3 separate regions of the Zea mays genome follow, and regions 2 and 3 are each linked to region 1. Evidence: chromatin contacts called from public Hi-C data. All regions are on one chromosome and are shown on one strand. The core of a region is the stretch at or near the end of the contact, and the rest is flanking DNA. Distances in the headings are between cores, read along the strand shown.

Region 1 (2,700 bases), core at 198-2,697:
TCATAGAATAGACAGAGAGGGATCCGTTGGTGGGTCGAGCCGGCCACTTTAAGCCAAACACGGTTTTCATCTTTTCTTTTCTTTTATGATTTCTTTTTCTTTTCTTTCCTAAGTTTATGCTTTCAAAATTTGAATTTCAAGTGCTGTTGTGAAGTTTATTCTTGGACCAAAAATATAAGTTCATATTCTAGTATGCTCAAGTACAATTATTTGATTATACATATTTTATTTATATTTATATAGCACTTTTCTTCTCTTTTCTCAAATTCTAAAATTTCTTTTAGATCTTAAATTCCAATTTGGGCATTAATATATTTCCTTTTTCATTATTTTTATTTTATCACAAAATGCACACAAAATGAAACCCAGCATGATGCATGATTTATTTGAGTGTCTTTTGTTAATTATTTATTTGTTTAAGTGAGGTGTTCACATGTGATGATGAGTAAAGATATCACACACATATAGATAAATAAATTAATTTCTCCTTTTATATTTTCTTATAAATTGGGTATTACAGTGATCAATATGTAAACCTTTATAAAAAATTCTATCAAATATATAGATCCAGTCGATCGAACACCACCAATCAAAGTGACTTATTTATGTTGAAACGTGCACTTACGTCGTGTATCCTAGAAGTAAATTGAGGTGAAGTTCCTGAAATAATCCTTGCAAAGATATGCAATCTGTTTGTTAAATCTCTATGTGCATATACTTTCAGAAGAAGATGTTTTGCCATATTGATACAATTTTACAAGGATCAGGGGGTATGTTTCTAAATTTAGTCCTTGTAGAAGATTCGATGTAATCTAGATCTAGAAAATCGAAATCTGTCCTGATGACAGATGTTGTATTCTTTTTTCCTTGATGAGTTTTTCTGAAGTTTCTTACGTAAGATTTTTAACGAGGCAACAAAGTGCAAAAGCAATATGCGTCACCATGTGCTCTTTCTCCACATTTTTTCCACTGGGTTTTTTAGAGTTTTAATGAGACATGTGTTGGTCGCGGTATTCGTCTAAGGGGGAGTGTTGATAAACCCTAATGAAGGGTTATATGAGCAAATACTGAATATGCCCACGAGGGGTATCACGTCTCTATATATGCAACTTGTACCCTCATATAGAATACAGAAGAGAAAGAGACAAGAGGTCCAACCATATACCTTGTGTCTCGTGTGTTTCACTGTTGTGCTTATGGAAAGAGAGACATATCTTGTACAACTTCTTGTGTCTAATCTACTAATAGAAAAGAAGAGAACGGATCTAATGATGCATGGTAATGTTGTTATTCAACACTACTATACTACAAGAATAACGGCACACAACGTTTGTACTAGGCCGGCCTGGTCTTGCGGTCGTGGGCCGGGCCTTCTTTTATCGTGTCGGCCACGCCGCCTCGCGTGCGCGTCAACCATTCCCTCGGACGCCGTGCCGCGTGGTGTCGTGTCGCCTATTCTTCCTCTTGCACCGCAGTGTTCTTGCCGCCGGCAACTCGGCTCGGCTCAACAAGCCACGCAACCTTCCGCCGTCGAGACTCGTGAGGCGTCGTCGCCCCTGCCCTCTCTGCCGACAGGGGACAGGGTGGAGAGTTGCCCGGGCTCGGGTTGACTCGTGTGGGCGCCTCTTTCACGCGTTCGTAAGTAACCCTAGCACCCTGGATCGCTAACTGAATCGAAACCTTCATTTCTCCTCGTTCGGTTAATTAGCCGGAGATTTGTATGCATTTAATCCATCGATCCACTCGCAATTCGGTCGCAGCCTATTTCGCGAAACAAATGAATCCGGGTGTTCACAAACAAACCACCCGAAAATTAGGTGACAAGATTGGAGTACCTTACATGTTGTTTCCGCAATTCAAAGTGGGTTTTGCTGCAAAAGGTATCGTGATAGATAGATTTTAGCTGAGAGAGGTCAATTTCTGTAGCCTCTCATAGTTGTCACTGAAAGAGGGTGTGTGGTGGTCGGAGAGGGGGGGGGGGGGGGGGGGGGGGGTCCTAATAGTCTGTCAATCAGGCCATAAAACTAGTGGTTCTGGTTGTTTATCTTCTATTTAGATATTTGTACATCCAATACGTACATTGAACATGTTCTCATTTCAGGTTTCGTTGTTTCAGAAAGTTGTGTGCTATTCATTGATTGCCATGTCAACACGTAGGGAGGTTGTCTTGTATCACCCATTGCCTGCACCAGGAGTGACAAACAACCTCAAGGATGGGATCCAGTCAAAAGTTATGGAAACGGTTGGCAATGCAATCAACTCATTCGATCCAAATGCGTTGCCTCGGCATATAGAAGGGGCATTGGGAACAGCTGGAAACCTCATTAACTCATTTGAGCCAAAATGGTCTGGGAAAAATGAGTTTGATTTAAATGGGGAAGCTGATTTCCTTGATGGATATGAATGCCCTGATGAATATTGGGGCTCTGCACCTGTGAAGGCGCACAAACCAGTTAACATTAAGAACCTGCTGGGTGGCGTTATTGCGATAATCGGTCGCAATTTGGGAAATACTGAAGCTGAACAGCCAAAGGACACTAAGACCAGTGTCTCATTCCTTGGGTCGGCTGATGATGGTAACACATTCTTGCATTCCTCAGTCTACATGCCAAGTGCTCCACCAGTACTTGATGAAGAAGCCTTAAATTACAACATTTATAGGGCTGTACTGGAAGCAGAGCCACCAGAATGGCTTCCTGA
Region 2 (2,700 bases), core at 146-2,645, 260 kb before region 1:
CGGCCAACACGCTCGTTTGTGCACGGCCATGGTCCGGTGGCTGCACGCTAGCGTGTCTTCGAAGCCATGTGCGGGAGTAAGGCGAAGGGGGAGCGTTTCGTCACGCTGATATATAGGGTCCATATGTCAATATGTGGAAAAAAATTCTTTACATACCGGATGTAAAAAATCTCTTTTACAGCCCCTCACATATTTTAGCTGCTTGTCCATATAAATAGAAGAAAAACAAATTAATAAAGGGTTTTTTTTGTAAATTTTGATCTGTGTTTGTGGGCCTTCAAGTGATTGATGTGGGAGGCTGTAAAAAATAGCGTTTACATCCGGTATATACAGAATTTTCTTCCCAATATGTCAATGTTACGCTCTATCGCGAAATCAGTCCGTTTGGATCCAACTAAGGCTCGAACATTGCTTTATGATCGAACTAATATATTTTAAAAGTTTGTGGACCATAATGACACAATAGACAAGGTTAAATACCAAAAATGTATTTTAGTTAATAATAGTATACTAGCCGGTTGCCCGTATTTACTATAATTGTTATATATCATATAAATAGATATTCAAATATTTATTCAAATACAATTTATTCTTTATTTCTAAACACTAAGCATGTGTAGTCTGGTTGTTAGCTCCAAATTTTTGGAGGAGGGGGCTTGAGTTCAAGTGCTCGTTTTGCACTATTTTTTATGTGATGTGGTGGCTGCACGGTCGGGGTTGGGTGCTCGACAGGTGCGGAAGCTGGTTACACGGGCGCTGGGGTCCATAGCTCAGTAGCTGAGAGAGCACTGTGCTTCGAGGCGGTGCGCATGAGACGGGTCTAGAGTGTCCGCGCGAAGGGAGAAGACGCCCACGTTAGGTTCTTGATACACTAATATAGATCACTGTTTTAAATGTCCAGCTAAGGGCCTTAGCGACGAGCTTTTGATAAACTATAAAGACTATAGCTACGAGCTAATCCATTTAACGGGTTTTTAAAAGAAAATGACATAACTTTATTGATAAATTAAATGTTTATTATTTGAATCTGAAAATTTAAAGTAGTAGTTTAAATATTCAATAATAAATCAACGTATATGCAAATTCAATGTTCAACGACGTTCAACGACACATGTAAAAGACATTTAACCACTGCTTAACAAATATTAAATTAAAGGACCTGCCTATAGTTTATTTTTGGGCCTCAATGTTTCAAAGGTTCGAACAGTAAAAAAAGGTTACATGTTTAGTGGCTAAATCAAACTAATATTATGTATTTAACGAGCTAAATAAAATTATTAGCGGCTAATTTTAATTAGCATTAAATGGTGCATCTCTTAGATTTAGACCTGGTGAAATGCTATAGCTGGCTATTTAAAACATTGGTATATACAGTGCGGATAGCGTGACAGCGTCAACGCCAGCCATGGCGGCGGCTCAGTCCTCCACCGATTCGTTGGCTCCGCACCTCCGCCGCCGTCCGCGCCGCCTCGTATTCGACCGCCGCTACGGCTGGATGTAAGAGACACACGAGCACCCGCAGCCCCACCTCCCCCCTGCGGTATCCGCCGACGTCCTGATTCCGTGCTCTGACGCTCCCTCGCCCCTCCTCTCTCCCGCAGCTTTGACGAATGGACGCACCCCGCCGACCAAGCCCTCTCCGGCGGCCGCGGAATGTTAGTGCTTCTAACACTCCCTCCGACTTCCTTCTTTTCCCCATTTTCCCAGCCTCTACTCTGGTACAGGAATGATGAGTTCATATCTTCCATGCTGATTCTCAGGTTCTGTGCGCTGACGATGGCGCGGTCGCTGGTGAGCGCTGCGGCGTGCTCGGTAATCGCCTCGCTGACAAGTTAGATTATGTGCTGAATTTTTTTTGGTTATCTTTGCTGGATTGGATTGCTGTGAAAGGATTGCGGGGATTGCGGGGACATGTAAGAAAATATGAACTCTAAATCCAGACATACTAGCTTGGAACTAAAGTTTGCCTGCAACAAAAATTGAAAGGAGGCCAATCGACAGACAGAGCAAGAATACAGCAGAGGAGCCTGGAATTGAAACAAACCAATTAATCGGGAGAGCAGAGGGGACTGAAAGAGCATTGCAGAGCAGAAGGGCCTATGTCTGTAACCTTACCTGTCACAATGTGCAGACCAGGTCAGGCCAGTGTTCTAGGGTCTCCATCAGAAGGACAATGGGAGACCTGGGGCTAACAGGTCTGAACAAAAGGGGAGTAAGCAATGCTAGGAAGATGGGGCAGGACATTAATGTGAGCACAAATAACTGGGAACACAAATCTGAACGGGGGAATTAATCGCCAGGAACGCACAATCAAATGGGAGAATTGATCAGAGAAATAATCATCTGAGAATGCTCATCTGAAACCCCTCATCTACTCAGCATAGGATAGGATTCTAAAGGGAGCATCTTGGGAGGCAATGTGGTGCTGAACAGAGGAGCCAAAAGGGCAGGGACCTGAAGGGAGGGAGCCACAGGGAATCATGATGTGAGCATGGAAAGCTGAATAGAGAAAGCCACAGGGGCCAGGTCTGCTAGACACAAGTGGTGTGGGGGCAGTGTGTGCTTGGCAGTGCCATTGGTAGCGGGCGGCTCTGCTAGGCGGAGGTGGAAGGAGTGGACAATCGGTTTATTCGGTTTGGTTTTTTGGGTGTTATAAAACTTCGTTTTTGAGAAACAGAGAACCGATTGGTGCTTAGCCAA
Region 3 (2,700 bases), core at 152-2,651, 340 kb before region 1:
TGGCGCACCGGACTGTCCAGTGCGCCCATCGAACAACAACCCTCCCCAATGGCTGTTTTGGTGGTTGGGGCTATAAATACCACCAACCACCACTATTCAAGGCATCCAAGTTTCCAGCATATTGCATTCAATACAAGAGCTCTAGACTTCACTCCAAGACACAAACAAGAGATCAAATCCTCTCCAAAGTCCAAAACTACTCCAAACAATTAGTGACTTGTGAGAGAGAGATTTTCGTGTTCATTCGAGTTCTTGTCGCTTGGATCGCTTTTCTTCTTCCTCTTTCTTGTTCTCAAGACACTTGTAATCAAAGCAAGAGACACCAAGTTGTGGTGGTCCTTGTGGGGGTCTAAGTGACCCGGTTTGATTAAGGAGAAAAGCTCACTCGGTCTAGGTGACCGTTTGAGAGAGGGAAAGGGTTGAAAGAGACCCGGTCTTTGTGACCACCTCAACGGGGAGTAGGTTTGCAAGAACCGAACCTCGGTAAAACAAATCACCGTGTCATCCGCTTCATTTGCCTTTGATTTGTTTTTCGCCCTCTCTCACGGACTCGGATTTTATTCTAACGCTAACCCCGGCTTGTAGTTGTGCTTAAAGTTTGTAAATTTCAGATTCCGCCTATTCACCCCCCTCTAGGCGACTTTCAAAAACTGCTTCATGTCCATATACAAGCTCAAAAGGAAAGACTTTAGTAGCACAGTGCTTAGATATTCTATAAGCCCACAAAGCCTGAGACAACACCTAGTGCCAGCGTCTGGGATGGTCGACTATCTTCTTTTTAATAAGGCCGATCAATGTCCTATTACTTGACTCGGCTTGACCATTGGACTGAGTGTAATATGGATAAGAATTGAGCAATTTAATTTTATATAATTCAGCAAACTCGCGTACCTCTTTTGACATGAAGAAGTTTTGATCGGTGGTCAGAGTCTAGAGAATGTTGAATCCATGAATAATATGCTCAATCACAAACTCACTTACCTCTCTATGTGTCATATTTTTTAGAGCAATGACTTCCGGCAACTAGCACAAGCCAATCATAGGTGGTATGCAAATAGCTAAATGCCTATCGGAAAATGTTTTTCTTGTTGTCGATAGCCTATAGATTGCGGGGTTAATCGATCATTAATGTTGCCATCCCAAAATTTCAACCGGAACAATCATATTTTTCCAAGTGATTTCTATATTACCAAAGAAAAATAGACTAATTTTCTTTAGAAAAATAAAAATTTATTGAAAAAATTGTGGTTGGCAAACTAGCTTAAGAAATTGAATTTGAAAATCCGAAATATTGTCATTCGCCAATTCTCAAAGATGAAGGATTCCCAGGCCCAGGCCCAGGCCCAGGCCCAATGGGCAATGCTCCCCGAAGCCGAAGCGGAACGAAACGGTCCACACGCTGGCTAGCCCCCGTCCCGACTCCGAAATCCGAATCCATGGCCGTCCTCCGCGCGTCGCCGCCGCCCTTTCTCCCCCATCCGCTCTCGCGCCCCTCTCAGTGCAAGCGGCGCCCCACCTGCCGCGTGGTCGCAGCCACAGCCAGACCCAGTCCTGCTCCTTCCAGGCCCAGGAGCGGCGGCGTCCATGGAGGCCGCCCCAAGAGGGGGCTTCTTGCGGCAAGGAGAAGGCCGGCGGAGGGGCGGGTGCCCTGCTTGCGGGCCACGGAGGCGGGGGTCGGTGCGGCAGGCGTCGCGAAGGAGGAAGACGAGTACCTGGCGCGGGAGGCCGGGTGGGGCGTGCGGCGGATGGCACGGGTTGGGGAGGAGATGCGGCGGGTGGCGCAGGTCCAGGCCGAGGCCTTCCACGTCCCCGTCGCGCTCTTCAACGACTTCTTCTTCGACTTCTTCAAAGTGAGCACGTGTCTGAGCTTGCTTGCGCTTCAATTGGATCTGTTCGTCCGTCCTCACGGTGCTTGTACTGGCGGCGTTTGTTGCTTGCGTCAAGATTAGGCCGAGGTGCTGTCGGCGCTCATCTACAGAGTGAGGAACTCGCCGCCTGACAGGTGCGATCAATGCTCTTGATTGCTGTGCTACTTCATAACGCTGGTAGCAATGCCAAATAGTACTTGTACTGGATTTTGATTAGAAAGTTTAATTTGTCTAGAGCAACGTGGTGGTGTTTTTGGTAGGAGTTCTTATTCGAATGAACAAGTTAATGTAATGTTCAAATTTACATGTTCTCTGATCATATATTTTACACCTGAAATGCATTCTTGTTGCTCTCAATCTGTGCTCCGAAGGCGGCAAACATCTATGTTTTTGGGTTTTTTTTTGTACCAGTATATCATCAATCTTAGTTCGGTAGTGTTATGTTTGTCAAAGACAGTAATTTAAATCAATTGACATTTGCCATTTAGTATCGAAATAATCCCAGGCATCTGATTTACTGGCAAGTTATTACGTTGTGCCTCATGACCCTTCTGCTAAAATTGCAATTGACATGTGTTGGCCTGCAGGCTTCGTTAAATCCACGCGTTAGGACTAGTCGATGCCTGAACCTTATTTAGTTCGCTAACAATGCCGCCTACACCAACTGAACTCTGTTCTCCTTAGATACGCTTGTTTGGTGGCTGAAGAAGCTGAGGCAGCCGACCAGCCGTCAAAGGCACCATATGAGAAGATCGTCGGGGTTGTGGATTGCACGGTGCAGGACGAAGACGGCATCCTAAAGCACCTTCGAGGCGCGGATGAATACCTCTAC

The links. Hi-C and Micro-C count contacts between places; a contact is called where the count stands out from the background.
Region 2: a contact with region 1 is called in a Hi-C map of leaf, with 5 times the contacts expected there. The contact joins the promoter of LOC100381307 here to the promoter of LOC100284625 in region 1. A contact is called at or near these places in 7 of 25 Hi-C or Micro-C datasets (bundle sheath, ear, endosperm and 2 more).
Region 3: a contact with region 1 is called in a Hi-C map of endosperm, with 4 times the contacts expected there. The contact joins the promoter of LOC100382515 here to the promoter of LOC100284625 in region 1. A contact is called at or near these places in 5 of 25 Hi-C or Micro-C datasets (bundle sheath, ear, endosperm and 2 more).

What each region holds. Positions count from the first base shown.
Region 1 is chr7:28,917,496-28,920,195 of Zm-B73-REFERENCE-NAM-5.0, forward strand. It overlaps LOC100284625 (senescence-associated-like protein), which reads left to right and starts at 1,448. Exons shown (of 5, transcript NM_001157520.1): 1 at 1,448-1,638; 2 at 2,117-2,700. The coding sequence starts at 2,144.
Region 2 is chr7:28,654,674-28,657,373 of Zm-B73-REFERENCE-NAM-5.0, forward strand. It overlaps LOC100381307, which reads left to right and starts at 1,396. Exons shown (of 4, transcript NM_001195855.1): 1 at 1,396-1,497; 2 at 1,602-1,655; 3 at 1,761-1,812. The coding sequence starts at 1,406.
Region 3 is chr7:28,578,880-28,581,579 of Zm-B73-REFERENCE-NAM-5.0, forward strand. LOC100382515 reads left to right here and starts at 1,402. Exons shown (of 4, transcript NM_001175252.2): 1 at 1,402-1,850; 2 at 1,950-2,002; 3 at 2,553-2,700. The coding sequence starts at 1,437.